Regions from separate parts of the Sus scrofa genome. Here all the other regions are linked to region 5. Evidence: chromatin contacts called from public HiChIP or PLAC-seq data. All regions are on one chromosome and are shown on one strand. The core of a region is the stretch at or near the end of the contact, and the rest is flanking DNA. Distances in the headings are between cores, read along the strand shown.

Evidence for each region. HiChIP or PLAC-seq counts read pairs in DNA pulled down with a chosen protein or histone mark.
Region 1: an H3K27ac HiChIP or PLAC-seq map of alveolar macrophages shows a contact between it and region 5. The contact joins two enhancer-like sites. A contact is called at or near these places in 1 of 47 Hi-C or Micro-C datasets (embryonic fibroblasts) and 1 of 2 datasets of contacts at active chromatin or transcription factors (alveolar macrophages).
Region 2: a contact with region 5 is called in an H3K27ac HiChIP or PLAC-seq map of skeletal muscle. The contact joins two enhancer-like sites. A contact is called at or near these places in 2 of 2 datasets of contacts at active chromatin or transcription factors (alveolar macrophages and skeletal muscle).
Region 3: an H3K27ac HiChIP or PLAC-seq map of alveolar macrophages shows a contact between it and region 5. The contact joins two enhancer-like sites. A contact is called at or near these places in 1 of 47 Hi-C or Micro-C datasets (embryonic fibroblasts) and 2 of 2 datasets of contacts at active chromatin or transcription factors (alveolar macrophages and skeletal muscle).
Region 4: a contact with region 5 is called in an H3K27ac HiChIP or PLAC-seq map of skeletal muscle. The contact joins two enhancer-like sites. A contact is called at or near these places in 2 of 47 Hi-C or Micro-C datasets (embryonic fibroblasts and skeletal muscle) and 2 of 2 datasets of contacts at active chromatin or transcription factors (alveolar macrophages and skeletal muscle).
Region 6: an H3K27ac HiChIP or PLAC-seq map of alveolar macrophages shows a contact between it and region 5. The contact joins two enhancer-like sites. A contact is called at or near these places in 2 of 47 Hi-C or Micro-C datasets (embryonic fibroblasts and fibroblasts) and 2 of 2 datasets of contacts at active chromatin or transcription factors (alveolar macrophages and skeletal muscle).

The regions. Positions count from the first base shown.
Region 1 is chr13:126,121,265-126,125,041 of Sscrofa11.1, forward strand. All of the region lies in intron 5 of LPP (lipoma-preferred partner), which reads left to right. Among named protein-coding and RNA genes, the nearest start is that of MIR28, 160 kb to the right of the region's middle. Within about 2 kb of position 1,572, at least 8 of the 83 cell types and tissues checked have an H3K27ac peak or open chromatin away from gene starts, as enhancers often do. A contact at or near this core is called in alveolar macrophages and embryonic fibroblasts, where this site is marked.
Region 2 is chr13:125,734,740-125,738,368 of Sscrofa11.1, forward strand. No RefSeq gene overlaps it. Among named protein-coding and RNA genes, the nearest start is that of LPP, 46 kb to the right of the region's middle. Within about 2 kb of position 1,627, at least 5 of the 83 cell types and tissues checked have an H3K27ac peak or open chromatin away from gene starts, as enhancers often do. A contact at or near this core is called in skeletal muscle, where this site is marked.
Region 3 is chr13:126,039,837-126,043,613 of Sscrofa11.1, forward strand. The region is part of intron 3 of LPP (lipoma-preferred partner); the gene reads left to right. Among named protein-coding and RNA genes, the nearest start is that of MIR28, 240 kb to the right of the region's middle. Within about 2 kb of position 1,870, at least 12 of the 83 cell types and tissues checked have an H3K27ac peak or open chromatin away from gene starts, as enhancers often do. A contact at or near this core is called in alveolar macrophages, where this site is marked.
Region 4 is chr13:126,096,608-126,100,063 of Sscrofa11.1, forward strand. The region is part of intron 4 of LPP (lipoma-preferred partner); the gene reads left to right. Among named protein-coding and RNA genes, the nearest start is that of MIR28, 180 kb to the right of the region's middle. Within about 2 kb of position 1,759, at least 18 of the 83 cell types and tissues checked have an H3K27ac peak or open chromatin away from gene starts, as enhancers often do. A contact at or near this core is called in alveolar macrophages, embryonic fibroblasts and skeletal muscle, where this site is marked.
Region 5 is chr13:125,907,412-125,911,032 of Sscrofa11.1, forward strand. All of the region lies in intron 2 of LPP (lipoma-preferred partner), which reads left to right. Among named protein-coding and RNA genes, the nearest start is that of LPP, 130 kb to the left of the region's middle. Within about 2 kb of position 2,175, at least 21 of the 83 cell types and tissues checked have an H3K27ac peak or open chromatin away from gene starts, as enhancers often do. A contact at or near this core is called in alveolar macrophages, embryonic fibroblasts and skeletal muscle, where this site is marked.
Region 6 is chr13:125,759,986-125,763,911 of Sscrofa11.1, forward strand. No RefSeq gene overlaps it. Among named protein-coding and RNA genes, the nearest start is that of LPP, 20 kb to the right of the region's middle. Within about 2 kb of position 1,721, at least 9 of the 83 cell types and tissues checked have an H3K27ac peak or open chromatin away from gene starts, as enhancers often do. A contact at or near this core is called in alveolar macrophages, where this site is marked.

The sequences.
Region 1 (3,777 bases), core at 322-2,821, 210 kb after region 5:
CAAGTTTACCAATAAATCTACTCTCTTTTCAATTTCATGTGATCACTTCTCTAAAAAGAGCACCAATTTTTTGTGTGAATTTTCCACATCACCAGTCTGAGCTTCCTCCTTTATTTCTAAAATGGGTGTAGTAGCTGCACTTTTTCCCCTTTGTAAAGATGCAGTATTCTAGAGTTGCAAGAAATTAGATGTCGTGTTTGAGGAACAGTTTACTCAATCCTTCCCATTTTATTTTGGGATTGTTAGCTTGTGTCTGGAGCTTGCTACTTTAAAGGTTTGGAGCTTGTACTTTGTGAATGGTGGTTATTGCATCAATGATATATTTATCTTTGTCATTTAAAGCACTTAAAAGGTATTGTAATTTCTTAGTCTATTTGGAAACTGAGTTCATGCATACTCTTTAGTTATATTAACAAGTCTTTAGTTGTAATTTCAGTGCTCCCACACTGAATTCCTTTCATACAGCAATAATCTATGAGACAACCTAAGAAATCATTTCAGGTGTGTCTAGGTTGTATGGAAGGTTTTTTATTTTGGATTCATGTGGTCTGAGGCCTTGTGGGCAGAGTAACTAGGGTGGAGTCTTGCGGTACCGTGGATCTTCTATTCTCTTGTGTTCCCTGTTCTAACTTGCAGAAGCCATGAGCAGCTGCAGGGGAGATTAATTAGTAATTAAACTTTTAATAGTCCATATTTTTCCATGAACCCCATCATGTAGGCTACTTGGAGATGAAAGCTGCAACGTACTAATGCTGTGTGATAAGACATAGATGATCCTTGCAGACTGGGACTCTACCGCTGCTTTGTTTGGCTTCTTGGGAATGGAGATAGGAACGAAGTCCTATACTGTTGAAAAAGAGAAGACTTATGCATGGTGTCTTCCTCTCCCTGTGCTCCCCTTGGGGGTTGGGGGAAGATTAGGCACATAGTGTGATTTGCTTAAAAAAAAAAAAAAAAAAAGACCAAAAGACCAAATTTATCTATGTATTGTATTGTCTGCTTACTAATAGCTATTTTTGAGAACTTTGGTAAAAGTTGAAATATTGCAGAAACCTCATGTATAAGATACCAAATGGAGTCTAGTCAAATAATAGGGGTAAAAATACCATCTTAATAGAAAAAGGGATCTAATTCTTTGCAGTGCCCATATTTAGAAGATCTAGGTTTTATTTTGAATTCTTTCATACCTGCCAGGAAACCTCAACAGTTAAGTAACAGTGAGGTGGGGGTGCAGGAGTGGTTAGCTGACTCAGAGCTGCATGCCATGAGTCTGATGACGGGTAATTAATTTTTAGATTGTATGTAATTGCATCTCAACAGTTATACCTCCTCCTGCTTTTTTATAAGATGATGTTTGTGTTTGTGTCTTCTGTGACTACCATAACAGAATTAGCTTCAAGACTTTGTTTTGAGTTCTATGAACATGTAGAGTGGAACTTTAGGTTGAAAAATTGCACCTTTACAAAGCTTTTGTCCCCAAATACCCATTTTACTTGCCCCAGTGTAAGAGTGTGTAGTGTAAGTTAGCTCAAGCAGTGAAAAGGGAGGAAGTTGAGCAGACAGAGGAAGCCAGCTCTGCTGGAGCCTAGGCCAGGGAAGGAGAGAAGTCTTCTCTGGTACCCTGGCCACATTCCTCTGGGTAACCTTTAGCTGTGATTTGTTTGCAAGACCTAGGCTCAGAGATCATTGTGTTACAGTATACTGAGTCAATCCATCCAGGAATTGGTTTAAAATGAAATTCACAAAATGCCTGTTGAGCTTCTCTATATTACAACAGCATCTCAGTAGAAATAATTAGCCCTTTGTCCATGCAGAAGCACATACCACATTTGCAAAATTAAAGAGCTTTCTTGTCAGGACTGGTTTCTGTATTTCTTTTCTCCTCTCCCACTGTTTAAATATCTATTTTGGGGGTAGCCTTGGTCTGAAGCTGTATGGTCCCCTTTATTCCCTTTACAACTTTTTTTTTTAAAATAAACAAAATACAAATCCAGCTATACTTTTTACTTAGGAAGATTAGATTTTTACCATGGTAAGTATATAGGAATGCTGTGTTTAAGAGAAAAGGCCATATCTCAGATAAGATATTGTCACTGTTTTGTCCTTCTTGACAACCATTTCCTTTTATGTGCTTTATAGCCGAACTAATGTATAATGATGATAAAGATGGTCTCTGTAGACAGAAGGTTGGAGGTGGTTAATAACCAAGCCTACATGTCACATTTGTCATGGTGAATAACTGGTCTGTCCTCTCCACAAAATACCACATTGGAGTATAACTGCTAAGTTTCTTTTCACACTGTGGAAAAATTACCAGGGAAGTTATACATTGCCTTTCAGTGAATATATTAACTACAAATATGAAACTTAAATTTGTTATGCTTCATAATTTGAACATATATTTTCCAGTTTACATAAAACTGCAAACTCAAATTTTACTGAAAAAGATACAAATTAACTGCTGTTGTGCCAGCAGGTGTAGTTTTCATTCATAAGTGCAGACAGGCCACTTGTGAATTTTGGAATTTATGTCTCTGTGAACTTGACTTCGTTGAAGTCCCAGATCCTCACTCTAATATACATCTTTCTGTTGGGGTTCTAGATGACAGAAGAACGTTGGATCTTGTTTTGTTGTTCTAAATCACAAATTACGCAAAAGTAAAGTAAAAATTCTAATAATTTTACCTCATAGAGTATATGTTATAGAGCCAGCGTAAAAGTGTATAATGACTAAAAGAAAGAAATAATTGTGATAAATACCAGACTATGAAGTCCTTGAAGCAAGATGAACTTTTGTTTCCTGGCACACAAGAGGTATACAAATTTGTAACTGCTGAATAAATAAGTAAATGCTGTCATCAAATCCAGTAATGATGGAACTATTTACACCTTAGAAATCTGTTAGAGGACCCAGTCTGGAGTTGATGTTGAGTTAGTGCGTAATACAGTGATAACTACTTTCTGATTTTTCCATAATTCATAGTATTTGCACAAATAAAAAATAGCACGGCTTAGGCAAATGAGGTTTGTAAGGACATCTTAATGGTGGCTGCTGAATCAGCTATAATTTCTAGTTCTGTCCCAGCACTGCCTTATATCACTTGAAGGCAATGCACATGGTTGAAAAGATGATGCTATCTGGAGTTATAATTCATTGCTATAACTATTCTCTTATTATGGGGATGGTATAAAAATAAAAAGCAAGTTATTTTCTGTATCGTCTATAGAATTGCTAAAAAGAGAGGACCATTATGTTACTCGGTGTTTCCTAATGCAAAAAGCAGCATGATAAATTCTTTAGATTCAATGATAGGAAACAAAAAGTTACGTGACTGATAAACTGATATATGCATCCTTTTTTCAGAAAAAAAAAGAATTATCATAGGACTCTTTTCCTTGAGCCCATGATTCATCTCCTTTCTTTACCATGTCATTGTTGATACCTCATGACCTAATGTTTGAGATGCTATAAGTATATGCCAATTTAAGTCATTTCAAAACTAATTAACTGCCTTAGTCTAACTTGTGCTTTTTGTAATTTATTTATTTATTTATTTGCTTTTTTAGGGCCGCACCTGCAGCATATGGGAGTTCCCAGGCTAGAGGTCGAATCGGAGCTACAGCTGCCAGCCTACACCACAGCCACAGCAATGCAGGATTCAAACCATGTCTGTGACCTACACCACAGCTCACGGTAATGCTGAATCCTTAACCCACTGAACAAGGCCAGGGATCTAACCCGAGTCCTCATGGACACTAGTCGGTTTATTACCACTG
Region 2 (3,629 bases), core at 377-2,876, 170 kb before region 5:
TAGGGTAGTAGGATAATAAGGACAGGGGTCTGGGGAGATGGGGGGTAGAGAGGGTAGTGGGGAGAATTTGGGCATTGATGGAATTCTGAGACCATAGCCTACTTTTTCACCTCACATTCCCCAAGAGGAAACTGAGGCCAGGTGGTTAAGGTTTAAACTTTGTGACTTTTTGACCCAGGAAGTTTTGAGAATCATAATAAGGAAATGATTATAGCATGCTGTGAGCTCTTCAGAGACAAGCAGTATTTAAATACAAGGTATTATTACCTCCATAGAGCTCTTTTGATTACCACTGTGCTTGAAAATGTGGGCAAACCACTTTTATTTTTCAAAACTCAGGTGTGTTTTTTCTTTTTTTAAAAAAAAAAAAAAGTTCACATGTACAGTACCTACCCTATCCCCATTATAAGTTAATTCTCGCTGCCTTGTCGCAGGATAATTTAAATGTTCAAAGGTATATTATATTAATTTTATCAGCTAAATTGGCTGTCCCACATTTAAGACATCTATTCCTTCCAGCTCACTCTTCTCCCACTATTTGAAGGACTGTTACATTAACAGTGAAACAATATTATACTGGGATTTTAAATGTCAGGACCTAATATCATTCAACAGATGTACTAGAGAGGAACATAGCACTCATAGACTCTGAATAAATCAGATTAGCCCTGAAATATTTGGCTCCTTGATACAGGGCCTGCAGTTAAACCTTAGAAGTCAACCCCACAAAATTCAGACTGTTCTTCTTTCAGAACTGAGGGACCTGAATGTTTAGTTTCTACAGTGCTCTCGGACTTTAGGTCAGAGTGTGGGGGTTCCCGTTGTGGTTCAGTGGGATAAGAACCCGTGAGGATATGGGTTCAATCCCTGACCTCAACAAGTGGGTTAAGGATCCAGCATTGCCATGAGCTGCTGTGTAGTTCTCGGATGTCACTCTGATCCAACAACGTTGCTGTGGATGTGGCATGAGCTGGCAGCTGAAGCTTCAACTTGACCCTAGCCTGGGAACTTCCATATGCCACAGGTGGAGCCCTTAAAAAAAAAAAAAAAAAAAAAATCAGCAGTGTAGTTCAAGCCCTGATTTTATTGTGCATGAGCAAATTGACTTTGGTAAATCATTTCACTTCTCTGGTCCTGCTTTCTCTCTGTAAACTGGGGTCGTCTCCCCACCTTGCCTACTTCACAAGGCTGCTCTAAGGATCAAAATGATGTGATGTGGAAAGCCCCATCGGGTCCTGCTGCTTACTAGCTGTGTGACCTTAAATAAGTTGCTTTTCTACTCTGAACCTCAGGTTTCTCATCAGAGGAAAGAGGTTCTTGATGGTACTTTTCTCAGAGGGTTGTTTTGAGGAGTTTAAAGCCTCACCCATGTGAAGGCTCGGTCCATGTGGGCACTTATTAAAAAGCTGTAACACTCCATGTGCCTAAAGGGTTACTGTTGTTTCTCCCTAGTTCTGCTTTCAGTGCACGGCAGACCTAAAGATAACCCTATATCTATTGTCTCGGAACCGCCTGGGTGCTCTTACTCAAAGGAAAGGAAAAAGGAAATACACTGTGGCCCAGAATGGGATTCCAGAGAAATCCAAAATGAGCTGTGGTCTAAAAGCGACTTCTCTCCAAGCCTATTTTTAACCAGCTGTGAACTTCTCTAATACGCAAAGAGTGATGCTGGGCTCCCTGAATAACTCCACTGAGGAGCTGCAGCCCACTTCTGCTACTATGTGAATTTATGGAGTTCTGGTCTCACACTTCATTAATGAAATACACGGTGGTGCTGAGACAGGGGGCCAGACACCTATAACTCTTGTCCCAACCTCCCCGTTATAAATCTCCGTGCCTCATTCACTGAAGTGGAACAACTGAAGGGCTGTTAGCACCTGCTCCTTTGTAGTGTGGGCTCTCTCCTTTTCAGGCTGTTTGCAACAGACAGCTTTATTAAGAGATCACCATTCAAAAGTCTAGGCCCAGGAGTTCCCATCGTGGCGCAGTGGTTAATGAATCACACTAGGAACTGTGAGGTTGCAGGTTCGATCCCTGGCCTTGCTCAGCGTGTTAAGGATCCGGCATTGCCGTGAGCTGTGGTATAGTTTGCAGACGCGGCTCAGATTCCTCGTTGCTGTGGCTGTGGCATAGGCCGGCAGCTTCTGGTCTGATTAGACCCCTAGCCTGGGAACCTCCATATGCCTTGGGAAGCAGCCCTAGAAAAGGCAAAAAGACAAAAAAAAAAAAAAAGTCTAGGCCCAAAGTACAGGCCCAACTTTGTTAAGAATGCTATCAGTTGCAAGTAGCAGAAAACCCAACTACACCAACTTAAACAAATGGAAATTTCTTTTTCTCACACAAAATATACACAAGAAGATGACTGCTGGTGCTAGCTGAGAGGGACCATAAAATCATCACAATTCTATTAAGTTGAAATTCCCTGCGCTTTTCCTCATGGTTACATTCTGGCGGCAGCAGCTACAATCATCATATACATATTTCAGTGAACATAAAGGTGGAGAGAAAAACTGCGGTATCAATATCAGGGAGTCAAAATATTTCTGGACCCCTGCAGCAATTTTACTCTTTTTACCTTTTTACTCTTTTCACCTCAATGGCTCAAGAACTTGTCAAATGGCCACTCTTTCTTCGAAGGGGATTAGGAATAAAAGAGTGATTGCCTAAGAGTGTCTGGCAGTACACACCCAGTAAAGGGCTGCTATTTGAAGGAACAAAAGTAAATCATTGAATGATGACTAAAGAAACAGATGAGTGAGCATTGGACACAGAGGCCTATCCTGAGATTGATTCAGCTCACTTATCATTTTTTCTAATCCCCTATCCAGGTGTCACCCATTCGCATCCCTTTGATAGCTCTCCAAAGTCCCATAATACCATATTTCCTCCTATACTTAACTTACTACTCAATTATCTATTTTTTTGACTAGTATTTAAGCCCTTTAGTGGCAAAGTGTGCATCTTATTCACCACTGGCACAATTCCTAGAACATGCTAGTTAATGTGTAAATAATTGTTGTTGTATTGAGTATGCTCTCAAAAAAAATTTTTCCAGAAAACATTAAAAGACTTATGACTTAGCACACACATACACATATACTTTTTTAATTTTCTTTTTTTTAATTTTTTTTTTTAAAAAAGAAACAATTCATAAGAAGAACCCTATAGTTAGGATATTAGAGTAAGGTACCCAGTGATAGTGCCTGGGTTCCTTAAATTTGCTGTTGACTAACCTTCCTGTTTCTTTGAGATGGCCCCTGACCCCTTCTCTTCATTTCCCATTGACTCTATCCCTTACTCCCTAGTTTAGTAACTGTCTTCATTGTATTGGGCCTTGGAAAAGAAGCAGGGTTTAGACATGCACATGTGTGATAAAAACAGCATGAGAAAACGAGTGACAGCAGAAAAGCATGGAATCAGAGTGGCTATCTGGGATTAGAGCACAGGAGTTTAAAAAAAAGCAGAAATAATGCTGGAAATATAGTAGGGATCAGATTAATTAATAAGAGACTTCAGTTTACAGCTAAAGACTTCAGACCTGGCATTCCCTGGTGGCTCAGTGGGTTAAGGATCTGGCTATGTCACTGCTGTGGCACAGGTGGCAGCTGTGGCATGGGTTCAGATGTCTG
Region 3 (3,777 bases), core at 620-3,119, 130 kb after region 5:
ATTTTTATGTGTTTGAGATGGGTGAGAATGGGATGGCCAGACTATTTCTTCAGCCACACTTATTGAATTTAAATAGGCGAGTGGAAGAAGTCAACCACAATGAGGGAGAGATTGTCCAACTGGATTGCTTGAATATAATATCCCTTAGGGCTGGGGCATGTGGTTTCATTGTAGTCAGGACAACAGAGCACAGTGATGGATCATAAGTGAGTAAGCAGATGGAGATCTGTTGGCATACATGGCCAGGGTCATAGCTGTGCAGGTGGTTCTATTCCTGTGAAGAGTCATGAAAAACCCCCCTCTTAGACTGAGTGGGGTAATGATAGTAATGAGAATGATAGTAAAGTTTTCTGAAGTGTTACGTTGCAGTTACTATTCCAAGCATGTGTGTGTGTGTGTGTGTGTGTGTGTGTGCGTGCGTGCGCGCGCGCTTATTTCATAATAATCTTATAAAATAGTGCTGTTATTCATTTCTATTTGTTGAATGCACAGAGGTGTGAAATGACTTGCTCTAAGTCACATAGTTATTGGAGTTCCTGTTGTGGCTCAGCAGGTTAAGAACCAGACTAGTATCCATGAGGATGAGGGTTTGATCCCCGATCTCTATCATTGGGCTAAGGATCTGATATTGTGGCAAGCTGCATGATAGGTCATGGATGTGGCTCGAATCTGATGTTTCTGTGGCTGTGGTATAGGCTGGCAGCTATAGCTCTGATTCAGTCTCTAGCATGGAAACCTCCATATGCTGCAGGTGTGGCCCTAAAAAGATTTAAAAAAAAAAGTAAAAGGAGTTCCCATTCTGGCTCAGTTGGTTAAGAACCAGACTAGTATCCATGAGGATGTGGGTTTGATCCCTGGCCTCACTCCACGAGTTAAGGATCTGGTGTTGCCGTGAGCTGTGGCATAGGTCAAAGATGTGGCTAGGATCCCACATTGCTGTGGCTGTGATGCAGACCTGCAGCTGCAGCTCCAATTCTACCCCTAGCCTGGGAACTTCCATATGCACAGGTGTAGCCCTCAAAAGCAATAAATAAATAAATAAACAAACAAACAAACAAACAAACAAACAAACAAAAAATTGTCGCAGTTATTAAGTAGTAGAACTGGGTTTTGAACCCAGGCACTCTGGTCCTGGTGCTACACTCTGCTGCCAGGTTATGAAGTAATAAAGCTATAAAGGCAGATATGGCATGCCTTTAGAGTAGGACTGCAATCCCTTAGGTTTTTAAACCAGATTGACCTAAGGTTTCCAGCATTTTCTAAAGCTGTTGAACTGAATAAATCTCTCAGCTCTAATGCCAGGATAACCTGCAAACAACACAAAGAGATTTGGCCATAAAAGAGGATAGAGATCAAGACATTTATTATAGTTCTTATCTCTTTTATTTAGTTCTTTGTGTCTGAGAGAGTATGAATCTAAAACATAGTAGTAGATACCCATAAATACTTAAATTTCAGGTTTGAAGGAAGGAATGGATGGATGAATGAATCATGTAATACATATATCCATTTCTTGGAGGTTTAACCTTGAGCTTAGAATCTTTGTTTAACTATAATTAGCTTAGACTAGGTATGGTCATTTTACTAAAGCATAATTTTAGGATTAAAAGGTAACTCTGCAAACTGTAAAGGAATACTGTTAATTAGTTTCAAAATGTGTTAGTTTGATTTATTGTTATCTTTTTCTGATAAAGAAAGGGTGTAGTCTCCCCAAAAGTTTAGTGATTAAGTCACCAGCCGTCTTTTCTATTTTGGTAGTTGTGGTAATTGATGTTTCCTGGAAATTTTCCCCCTGTTCTATTAATACCGCCAAAGGGGGTTACAGCCATGACTCACTCCAGGAAGTCAACCATCATTTGCTTCCTCAATCTCACCAAACAGTCCCCATGTACAAAATCAACGACTTCTGCAAATGAGTTACTTTATAGCTCAAGAAAGTTCTAGATAATACAGCTTTTGTGGTTCACTTTCTGCTTCCTGCTGTAATGGGGACTAAAACAAAAATTCATGTTTTGCTTCTTTGTGTTCTTCAAATCTCTGACCAGTTAGGTCACTAGTGTGGTCTCTTGGTTAAGAGAACTCCCACCTGCTGTCTAGCAAAAGTCCCTTGGCGCTCATGTTTGCAAAGTTACACCTGGGGACAGGGGCTTTAGCAGTCAGGGAACTTGAGTTCATGAACTCCAGTGTGGTCTATATTTCTTAACAGTGTACACCTGACTTTGTGTTTCTGTATTCATTCATTTGGCCTTTTTTAAATCAATTAACACATTCATTTATTCTATGACTAATTCAGTATTTCTTGACCATGAGTGTGTGCCAGACACCATCCTAGGCATGAGGATATAGTGCGGATAGCACCTGTCCTCAGGAAGCTCCCAGTCTGCTTACTGTGTACTCTATTACCGAATTACTCACACAGGAAAGAAACTCAGTGAATGCAGAGAAAAGGAATCAAGCCCCAGTGATATATATAAATTTGTGAAGCATAAGGTTATTCCCGTTCATTCTGTAATTTTTTCTGCCTGGACTTCATCTTACCTACTCTCCACCTACCCCTACTCCCTCCTGACCGCATACCCATACACACTGGGATGGAACTCAATTGTGCATTTTTTGTGGCACCTCATATTTTCTATCTTGGATTATAGTAATTTATCCTCATGCCTTAGCTTCGCTGCAGATTCTTTGGGTAGAAGCAGTGTATGGCCCATTTCTGGGTCAAGGATGTCTCCCTTTTGACCTTTGCCCTCCCCCAACTCTCCTGGCCTCCTTACACAGTGCCAGATAAATGGTGTTCGACGTGTTTGACCAATGCTGGCTGTGTGATCTTAGACAAATAGGTGAACTTCTCTGAGTCTCCATGTTCTCTTTCACAAAAAAGAGGTTAATTTTGCCTACTTCCTAGGTTGTTGTGAAGGTTGGGTATTGTATTGAAAGTTCTTGTAATAACGTCTGGCACTTAGTAAGCACTTGCTAAATGTCATCATTAATAGGTGATTTTACTGCTACTTATGAATTGCCAACATTTCCTTCTAGGATTTTCTTGTAGTTCCTTATGATTGGTAGAGAAGAGACATATAGTCTAGGACTCTACATCAGCCTTCTTTATATGGGAAATTAGATGTAGATAAGCTGTTGTATATATCTCATACCCTTATATGATTGCTGACAAAATATTAAGTAAAAATTATGCTACCATTTCCCCTTGATGTCAAGTCATGGTATCATTAACTTCTCAGAATTTTTCTAGGTACTTCCTGCTGACAACAATTTTTTAAGGGGTTATGTTAATTGGTACCATCATCTAGTGATGCAGCTTGATCTTTGGGTTTTGACTTGGGTCCTTGGTCCTTGGTCTTTTGTTTATTCTTGTTGTGTGTGGCGGAATTAGGCAGAAAGACTTTGATATCCTCTTACCTCCCTCTCCCATCTCCTGCTGGCAGAGAAAATGTAAAGAAGAACAACAGAGTGACTGAAAAATTGCTGTGATGAAAAAAAAATGTGTAACATAATGAGAACTCCAACTATACACATAATATATATGAATTTATGTGTATATATATGAATATATGTATATATTTCATATGGCTATATATATCAGACTTTTGGGTTGACATATTTCTGTGTACACACAATATGCACTTTTCAAAACGTGTTTATACTCCACTGTCGTGGAATCCTTACAGATTAACCCTCTCTAGTTGTCACAGCAGTGATAGTGGTCTCCATTTTATAGATGGGGAAGTTCAGAGTCAACAGCTAATATGTTCTAGAGCA
Region 4 (3,456 bases), core at 509-3,008, 190 kb after region 5:
CAACATGTCCACAAATTCTACTCATCCTCTTCCCCCAAAACTTTCATTCTATTAGAGGTATTTCATTGTCTCTTAAATTCTAAAATCTGTGGTCATTATTAATATGTCTTACTTTTAAAATATTATCTATCACCAACATCTGAGCTGTCTATCTGTCTATCTGTCTGTCTGTCTATTTATCTGTCATCTATCTATCTGTATGTATTTGTTCAAAATGAGTTTCAGGTTTGTTCTAGTCTCTTCATTTCCCAGTATGATATCCTATCTCATTCCTTCTCCATCTCACAATAGAACTCATTGCTTTATGGGTCCCTCCCCTCCTTCAGCTGTACTTCGCTAACCCAATTAGTCTTCAAAAATTTTTATTTTCATCCTATGGCTTTTTGCTGACTGCTACATTAAATTTCCCCTCTTGGTTGATTTTCAGAGTACTCCAAGACCTTTAAACACACTTCACCTCCCACTGTGCTCTTTCTGTCTTCTCTTTTGTGAGACCAATGTCCTCATTGTCAACTTCTCATGCCGAGTTAATTTCCCTTGTGTGTTTCTTGCTCCCTGAAGCATCCTCATCTCTCAGCTGATGAGAAATACTCCCCATTTTTTTAAAGCTTGATCCATACCCTCTAATACCACCAGCTCATCCTGATCTCTCCCTTCTTTGCTTCCAGACCCTATTGACAGGGTGGTTTGGTATAGTGCCAGGAAGCCCTACTCTATTACTTATCAGTTGTGTTCCATCTTCACATGAAAAATGGGAACAATAGCTTAGAAAGTCATTTTGAAGATTAATTAAGGTAAAGAATTTAGAGTATCCAGTAGTATCTGGTTCATAGTAAAGGCTACAATGTATTAGTTAATGTATAAATCAGTTAATTACGTTTCATTTTCCTGCCACTGAATATATGCCTTTTTTGGGACTGATTTAATTATGCTATGTAACTACAAACTATATATCATAAAGCCAGAATCAAAATATGCCATAGGGGAGACCTATAGAAATCACTTAACATCACGAATTGTAGAGCCTCACCTTTTAAAGGCTCATAATCCAGCTCATCTTTCCTGTGATGCAGAAATGGATACCTAGATTTCTTAAGTCAGCTGCCCCAGATGACACATTTGGTAGGAGAGCTGGCCTCAACCCCAGATGGAGGTTTCTGGACTTACAGGTTTGAATGTTTTCAATTATCCTCTTGTTTATTCCCCTTTTAGAAACTGTTTGAAGGCTGGATTACAGCTCACATTCCTCCATCACCCATAGTCTTTAACCTCATTAAGGGATATGTGGTTGATAGTTGTGGATTTTTGATTCATTCCTTGTTTTGGCCATAAGAATTCTCTGGAAACATCTATGGAGTATGGATTATACATGGGCTTATCACCCTTTTGATGCTTTTAATACTGTTGTAAACATACAAAGGGTCCAACATGTACACTGCTGTGCCTTGGTTCAGTGTGGTGGGGAAAGCAAATGGGAGAGGAAGTTATATACATCTTGAGGAAATCAAGCTTTTCTATTTTTAGCCCTTGCTACTGTTTGAAAAGTACAGTCCTGTTCATGGCAGTCTGGCATGTGTTTCCTTAGTACCATTTCAAACAGGGAAAAAATAAATATGGGAATTTTTTGTAGTGAAAATAGTTACTTAGTGAAATCACGTAAGTTCCTTCTTTTCCTCTTGATGAAACCTCAAACCCACTAGGCACAGATTCCTCAACCTCAACTATGCATGTCAAAGGCTCATGCAGAGGAGGAAACTGCAGTCAGCAAAACCAAGTACAGCACAATGTGCTCTGGTGCCTGAGAGAGAGGCCAGGGAAGGCTGGGGGAGGGGAGGGTGAATTCCTCCGTCAGTGGAGTCTTAGCCACCTACCAGATGGTGCCCCTGGAGAAAACTGAATCCTGAACTATATAGATAGAGACACCTAGTGTCACAGCCCTTTGCTTAAACTGTTGCTCCTGCCTGAGTCTCAGCTCTTCTTTCCCTGAGTGCCTAACAGCCACTCCCCCAATTCAAATATGTAAATTGCTTCTCTTTAGCTGTTTAGATGACATTTTGGGGATTTTTCTAATCTGAGACTGTGTTAGTTCTCATAAGAGAACAGTAAAGAATCTTATGAAAGACAGGATAAACACCTGGTCTCTATTTATTTTATTCTATTGTTCTTTTCTTTTTTTCTTTCTTTAGCACCGCATGTGCAGCATTTGGAAGTTCCCAGGCTAGGGGTCGAATCAGAGCTGCAGCTGCCAGCCTACACCACAACCACGCAGGATCTGAGCAGCATCTGCAACCTACACCACCACTCATGGCAACACCAGATCCTTAACCCACTGAGTGAGGTCAGGGATTGAACCTGTGTCCTCATGGATACTAGTTGGGGTTGTTACCACTGAGCCACAATGGGAACTCCCACCTGGTCTCTATTTAGATGGATTTTCTATAACAGAGCAGGCCTTGGTCAGAAGAGGCAATGGTAGGGTGGTTTGGAGTCTACTGTATGAATTGAGGCAGACCAGACCCTGCATTAGGGTGATGGCCATGACCATGGTGAAGGTTGGCTAGAGTCCAGAGTCATTGGGAAAGAGGAAGGAATGACAAATGGAGGAGTCTGAGATACTTTTCAGGATCGTGACTTTCTTCAGTAAAGAGATATTTGCTTCCTATCCTAGTGTTTACCAAATAGGAAGTTCCTCTGAAAAGTGAGAACTCTGAGCTAAGTGCAATGTGAACCTTACTAAAGGAAATGTTGATACCGTAGAGAAAAGATTACGCCTCATTAAGGAGAGGGACTATACAGTCTCCAGATATAAACAACTCTACTTATATAAAATTGTGATGGTAGGGTGAGAATAATACATTGCTGTAATGAATGCTAATTTGTGGATATTGCTGTATTGTTGTCAATGTTTTTTAATTGAATATGTATTAATCTCCAACAGGGTGCTATGAATAATGCCAACTTACAGTTGATTTATCAGAAGACTTTATAAACACTAGTAAAATGGAAAGTCACAGCACCCCTTCAGGGTGGTAAATGTGGTTGCCATTTGTACAGATGAGGACAAGTGAAGTGGATTGTGTTTGCTCTGTTGGCACCGTGGGTGAGAATGTGAAACTGTCAAATGAGAGAAAAGTCTTTTCCCTGTCCCTGGGAACTGGGTTAGAATACATTAGTAAAGAGCTCTCCTTAAATGTGTTCAGAGTTGTGGGATTTTAATTAAATCATTCTGGTTATTGTTAGCACTTGCATTAGCACCTGATATCCAAATTCCAGGCCAGCAGATTTCAAATCAAGTATGGGAAAGAATTCGGGTGAGGCTTGCAAAGGGTTTGTTAAATGCAGATCACTAGGCCCTGCTCCCAAAGGTTCAGATTTGGTAAATCTGGAAAGGTGGGTGGGGGGCTAAGGATTTTCCCTTTTTTTTTTTTTTTTGGTCTTTTTGCCATTTCTAGGGCC
Region 5 (3,621 bases), core at 925-3,424:
TAAGCATCTGGCAGAGCACCGGACACTGTTCAACAACAGAGCATCTCAATGAAGTTGTAGAGACTCACTTATGAGCCTGGGCTCTAGTACCATTTGAAATTGGATGATTTCTATAACTTCAGTGTGACTAGGTTACTAAACCTCTCTGAGTCCCAGCCTAAATGGATTTTATTTGGGATTAAATATATCTTGCCTACTAAGTTGGAAAGATTAGAGAACCTTTGTTAAAGACCTAGCACAGTGGTGTTTCTCAGCTTCTGGCCCTGGGTTGACCCTCCCCACTGCCCCAGCTTCTGTGGAGTGATGAGATGGACTCTCTGGGGTGATGTGCCACACAGGTGCTGATGGAAATTTCCCTCAGAGTCAAGGTGCTTTCCTGTCTCCTGGGCAGAAAACATTCTTCTCTGGAAACCTGACCTATAAAGTTGATTTAGTTATGGAGAGGCTGATTTTAGGAGGATACAAACCAGAGTATGTATGGAAAAGTGCAGCCAGTCTGGTGGAGGTTGTTTTAAGAACTTTCATGTGAAGAGCTGTTGAAGAGCTGGCAAGAAAGATGGACTTTGGGTGCCAGGAGAAGGTTGAGATGGTGATGGAGAGATGAGGAAGTGCTTGTCCAGGGTGGAAGTGACCAGGCCTAACACAGGAGAGTAGCAGGTGAGGATGGAAGGGTGGGGCTTAGCAGAAGGAAGATGGGGATTAGGAGGCCCAAGGAAGAGGTGGAGGGTTCAGATCAGAGTACTGGGTGCAGAGACACCACAGAACAATGAGGGTGTAGTTGTGGGGCTTCCAGAATAAGGACAGGAGCTTTCTGTTGTCACCATCCTACTAGGGAGAAGAAGGAATGGTCCTAGATGTTTTTATATGTGTGTGTGCATGAGTATGTATTAGTAATAGGACCAAAGAGGTTGGGGACTTACCCAAGGCCATGCAGCTAGGAAACATCTTTCATTTGCTTAAAGTGCTAAGTTTGGTAATGACTATGAGTGACAGAAATGGGCAGGAGGAGTGTGTAGGGAAAGGGCCTGGGCCCCATTTCCTGCTCCCTCCCAGGCAGGTAGTGAGTAGGAGTTTTAAGTTTCACTGTTTGATAGCATCACCTCCTCTGCTTTCCCAGAAATTATTCCTCGAAGTATGACTCGAATCGTTACTCTGCTGGGAGATGTCTCAGTTCAGAGCTGACTTTCTGCTATGGTTGTTTACTAGAAAAATGGTGGCCCTGGCAGTTCAGAGGTGGCATAATGAAGTGAAAGAACAGGGGGCCTGGATCTGAGAGTTGGCCCTGCTCTCAGAGGCAAATGAGATTGGGTGAGTGAATACACATCTTAGTGCCTGGCTTTTTCCTCTGTAAATTGGAGGATGATGATTCCTACTTGATGAATTTGTTGTGACGATGCTTTGCGAATTGCAGTGTTGGTCCTGGTACAGTAAAGTGTCTGGACTTGGATTTTGTTTCTGTGTGTATGCAGCAGAGGGGGAGGTGGTGAGTTGGTCAGCTCTCATGGCTGGTGCAGGTCTCTACTAGTAAGGTTAGACCCGCATTTTCTTCTTTTGGAGGTGGCATGTCTTGAAATATTGTGATTACTGCCTGCTTGGCTCTACCCTGCCTTGGCCTGATCACTCGTCTAGCATTTCCCCTTTAACCCCAGCTATGGGCTGAGAATCTCCTAGCTCTTGTGTTACTTGGGTGGATTTCTGAACTTCTGGGCCTTTATTTCTTCATCAGCAAAGTGGGGAAAATAATCAGCTCAGCTGCTGTTTGTATTGTGAGGATTTGCTGAAGAAAGAGATGTGAAAACCCACTGTAAGTTGTATTGAACCTTGGTATTTTTGGAGCCCATTTTCTTTCTTTTCTCCCTTCTGCTAATAGCCAGGGGCTATCTTTGGCCTTCAAAAAATGAAGCTGTACAGAGTAAGAAACGGGAGCTTTAAAGGAAGGTGACTCTCCAAGGCTCCAGAGTGAATTGGCGTCCTGGATCTGTGCCCAGTTTTGTCACAACATGTCAGATTCCTCCCTTCTGTGCAAGCCTGTTTTGTCCATGCCTATGACTTTCCCTGGGGGGAAATAGAAACTTCTGGACAGGGTGTCAGCTCTTTGAAGCCTTGAAGGTGGTGGGAGAAGTCTGTGGAGTGGCTGCTGCGGCTGTTGAGGTTCCTGTTCACTGCCCCTGGTGTCCAGCAGTGACTAGTAACTTGGGTATTTCGGTTTGGGGTGAGTCACCAGGCCCATGAGCCAGAGGACCTGTGTGTGCTTGGCAGCAGGCTGGGATTAATCCGAAGGCAACACTGCTCGTCCTGACCCCAGGACCCGCATACTCTGGCTGGATGAGGAAGTCCTCTCTGATCCTCAGTCACCTTAGCTACATATGGAAGCTTCTGGAGAAAAGATTTTTCTCCTTTCCTGCTTTATGGGGTTCATGTGGAAATCAAAGGACAGAAGGGATTTTTAATAAATAATATTTCAATATTCAGGTAACATTAGTTTCTGCTTCTTAAGACAGGCAGCTGATTTCTCTTCTTTGCTCCCTGCCAGAATTAATGTATTGATACCAAAAAAGAAAACCAGGTAAAGTCCTGAGGATGGTTGGTTAACAATCCAGTGTTTTTTATTTTTGTATTTGGTGTCTGAGGTCTCTGAATTTAAGCCTGCACTATGTCAAATATGTCTTGGGGGTACAAAGTAAGAAGGGACCATGTAAATGTAAATCAAAGCACAAGTTCAAGATCTCAGGTTTTCCTGACATGTCTATCTTGTTTTACAATATTCCATTCTTCACAGACACTGGGGCTCTGGCTCCTGTGGAGACACTTCTTACAGAGACGTAATCTTTTGGCTCACAAGGTCTATATGTGGGAAACTGAGTCCCAACAAGGCCTCGCATGGAGGAAATGGCAAAAACAGAGATGAGAAGCCAGCTCTTGGGATCCTCAGTTCCCTGTTCATTCTGACACATCACTCTTCCCTCCTGTCAGGTGAAGAGAGAAGCCAGATGGTTTGACAAATGGTTCTTGTTGCTGTCAAATCTGGCTTCTCTTTCTGCTCAGAAAGACAGTTCTTACCTTCCCTTTTTTCGGGGGATTAGGAGGGGTGGCGGAGAGGGAGGGAGGTGTATGGAGGATGAAAAACATTTTACTGCCTGGTTCTGTGGCAGAGATGACCAACAAGCTCTCGTTTCTTTGTCAAGTAGTGAAGCTGAGGCGATGAGGCATCGTCACCTTGAATTTAGAGCACACAGAGGCCTAGAAATGGCAGGCTGTATTAGGAGACAAACATTGATTTTGTATATATTCATCTGAAAAAAAAAAAGTTTAAGATGCCATATCCATAAATACTAATAAGGCTGTCTGATTCCAATTTTCAGGTGAGATTAGCATTTTATTGAGTATTTTATCTGTCAGATTCAATACTCAATGTACCATCCTCCCAGGCTTATTAGCATAATTGCTGTGCTTAAGCAACAATAAAAAATTCAGCAGTAAAATAGCAGTTAGTGCAGGCAATTTGTTATCAAAAGCTTTTACTTAAGGACAGCTCCAGCCTGCATTTATTAGCAAGTTAGGGTTATAATTTATTTTTATTTGGAAAAACAAAAGGGGGGGAAGATTTTTGCTTTTTTTGTT
Region 6 (3,926 bases), core at 471-2,970, 150 kb before region 5:
GGATCCCGCGTTGCTGTGGCTCTGGCGTAGGCCGGTGGCTACAGCTCCGATTCAACCCCTAGCCTGGGAACCTCCATATGCCGCGGGAGCGGCCCAAGAAATAGTAACAACAACAACAACAACAACAACAACAACAAAAAAAAAAGTCTGGAAATCTGACTTCACGTGTGTGTGGAAGGGAGTGGGAGTTCACTAACTCACTTTAGTTCCTGTCTGAGAGTGAACTGTATGAGCTATGTAAGTGTCATTGCACTCATTTGTAGGGACTGAATCCTTCCTTCAAAATATATCTTAATTGGGTCTTCCCTATTTAAACATTGTTAAAAGGGAAGGTTGGAGTGACGGCCCCCAGGTCATTTCTAAGTCTGTGATACCAAGTTTGAAAACCCCTGAATTTATGACTCTAGTCAGCACTAAAGAATCTTTTTATTACAAACCACAAAAGATGCTGAAAGTAGTTGGTAAACTATGAACTGGACTCAAAATGTAAAAATCATTATGAATTATTTTGAAAAGCCAAGTCTTTGTAAATCCTGAGTATGTAGTTACTTCATCCTCACAAAAAGCCAGCGCCTCTGCAGTTAAAAATCTGTTCCTCAGAACCATCCGTTACATTATTTTTCTCTGTGGTGAGCTTGTGCCCACAGTCTAAAATGGACACTTTCATTTCAGACCCATTTTATTTTATTTTATTTTATTTCCATTTTTAATTTTTTACTTTTTAGAGCCACACCTGTGGCATATGGAAGTTCCCAGGCTAGGGTTACGCCACAGCCACAGCGACGCCAGATCCCAGCCACCTCTGTGACCTACACTGCAGCTTGTGGCAATGCATGATCCTTAACCCACTGAGTGAGGTCAAGGATGGAACCTGCATCCTCATGGATGCTAGTCAGGTTCATAATCTGCTGAGCCACAATGGGAACTCTTCAGACCCATTTTGAAAGGCCCAGAGAGCTTGTCAACAGTCCAGATATCTTCACTAAAATAAGGGCTACTATTTCTTTCAGTGTTATGCATTATACGTATCCTTTAGTCTATGCTATGTAATAAGCCCGTTCAAAACCTTAGTGACCTCAAACAGTCATTAGCTCACAATTCTCGTGGTCAGTGATTCGGGCTGGGTTTAGCTGTGTGGTCATTCTGATGACCTTGCCTGGATACACTCATGCAATTCCAGTCAATTGGCAAGTCTGCTTGGAGCTGATTGCTGCTGGCTTATAGCAAGGCTGTGTGCCTGCATTGTTTAGCAGGTTAGCTCAGGCTTTTTCACATAGAGTTGAGTTTTATACAAAGAGAGAGAGGGCAAAAGCAGAAGCTGTGAGGTTTCCCAAGGCCTAGACTCAGAAGTTGCAAAACATTGGAGTTCCTGTTGTGGCTCAGTGGTTAACAAATCTGACTAGGAACCATGAGGTCATGGGTTCGATCCCCGGCCATGCTCAGTGGGTTAACAATCCAGCATTGCTGTGAGCTATGGTGTAGACTGCAGACGCAGCTCGGATCCCGCATTGCTATGGCTATGGCATAGGCCGGTGGCTACAGCTCCAATTAGACCTCTAGCCTGGGAACCTCCATATGCCGAGGGAGCGGTCTTAGAAAAGGCAAAAAGACAAAAAAAAAAAAAAAAAAAAAAAGAAGTTGCAAAATATATGGCTGCTGTATTCTTGTATCAGTCAAAGTCATGAGGCCAGCTAGATTCAAAGGGTGACTAAGTAAATTCCTCTTCTTTGTGGGAGGAAGAGCAAAGTAACATTGTAAAGAGACTATTGTAGCTCTCTTTGCAAACACAGTACACCTCTAACCAATGTCAGTTTTTGCTTAGAGATACTACAATTGATTTTCTTACTCCTTGATATTTCAACAAGGTCTAACATATGATAAATGCAGTTTGGGATCCAAAATACATACAAGTTGTAGAGAGAGTGAAAATAAATCAGAATTCTTCAGTCATCGGTGCTACTGTAAAGCCTAATCTCCTGCCCACAGTGTCTTGAGGTCTGGCCTGTGCATCTGCTTGCCTCATTAACCTGAGGCTTCTCTTAGGATTGCAGTTTGTCACATGTTACTGGGAAATGACCCATGAAATTTCCTCTGCTGGAGGTCTCTTAACCCATGCATGGTAGAGCCAATGAAGTCTTTAGAAATGTCCTGTGCTTGCTCCTTGCTAGCAACAATTATCTGTCCATAAATGAAATTTGCCTCAGAGAGAAGTGGTCAAATTTATAAAAACATAAAAATGGGGAGTTCCTGTTGTGTCTCAGCAGAAACGAATCATAATTACCCCTCAGACTCTGGTTCAATGGATCTAGAGTAGGTATTCACAGAGTAGTAGAGAATATAAGGTATGAACAGGAAGGAAAATGTAATAAAATTGCTTTTAATATAATAAAAATGTGATAGAAGAGGTATAGCAAAAGCACTGTAGGTATTCAAAAAAAGGAAGATATTTTTAGCTGGAGAGGGAGAAATCTAGAAAGACTTTCTAGAGAAAGAAAACTTTGACTTGAACTTGAGCAGTTGAGATATATTACAGATGTACTGAGGGATCACCTATGGTTGAATGAAGAAAATAGAATGTCTCTATCTCTGGGGATGCAGCAGTGCTGATGATTGGTCTCTGGCCTGTGTTGGCCACAGCAAAGTGTTAGAAGGAGACCTCTCTTGACACCTTTTTTTTTTTTTTTTTTTTTTTTTTTTGCTTTTTTGGGCTTCACCTACAATATGGAAGCTCCTAGACTAGGTGTTGAATTGGAGTTGGAGTTGCAGCTACTGACCTACACCATAGCCACATAGCTGCAGCAATAGCAATGCAGGATCCAAGCCATGTCAGTGACATACACCACAGCTTATGGCAAGGCTGGATCCTTAACCCACTGAGCCAGGCCAGGGATGGAACCCACATCCTCATGGATACTGGTTGGATTCGTAACCTGCTGAGTCACAACAGAAACTCCTTTTGATATTTCTTATCTGCCACATATTTGAATGTCAACTCAAAGTCATTGATATGAATTCCAGAAGACATGACACATACATACATGGAAACCATCCCTAAACCATAAAATTGGAAATAAATGCTAGCTGTTTGTGTTCTAGTAGATTATGCGTTTCATATCATCCAGTTTACACAGCATAACTATGGCCCTAACAGATTATCAATAAAATTCACATGGAATGAATTAAAAATTGGTCACTTAATTGGATCTGGGGCTACACATTGCGAAGACTGACTTGCCTGACTCAGAACTAGAGTGCAAGAAAACTTCATTGTTGATGGTTTGTCATGATGATGATGGAGTTTCTCAGAGGCTAGGACTGCTGAGTCATGGGGGCTCATACACTGACAGTAAGGCAAAAGGTTATTTGGGGACAGCTGTAGCTGCAGAAGGTGTGTCTCCACTTGAGAAGGCAAACAATCAGAGGTGAAGCCTTTAGCTCTAGGTTGCTCTGGAAAAAATAAGGAATACTATAGCAGAAACTAGGTGATGTGCAAATCAAGAAAGATTCAGACTGCGCATTCTTGTAAATATTAAGCATTATTAATAGTTACAGTACTTTGACATTATAGTATTCAGAACACAACAACTGAAGTCCCTAAAAGCCAAACTTGGCTTTGTCATCATTTTTAGGATTACAGAAGGCTAGATTTGGAAGGGGCCTTAGAGAGCTCTTAATCCAAACTCATTTCTTCTAATTTTAGAGCAAATGGTTCCTCTGGAGCCCAGGAAGCAAGTTGCCCAAGGCAAGATAGTAAGTTGTTCCAAATAAAGAAAGATACAACATGTTCTTTTGGTGCTTTTAAAAAAGAAACACTTAAGTATTTTCTTGGGTTTTCTATTTGTCAAGCCTAAAAATCTATTGATACTTAAAGCACTCGGTTGCTATATTAACCAAATTCAAAGCAATGCTACACAGCCAGTAAAAGA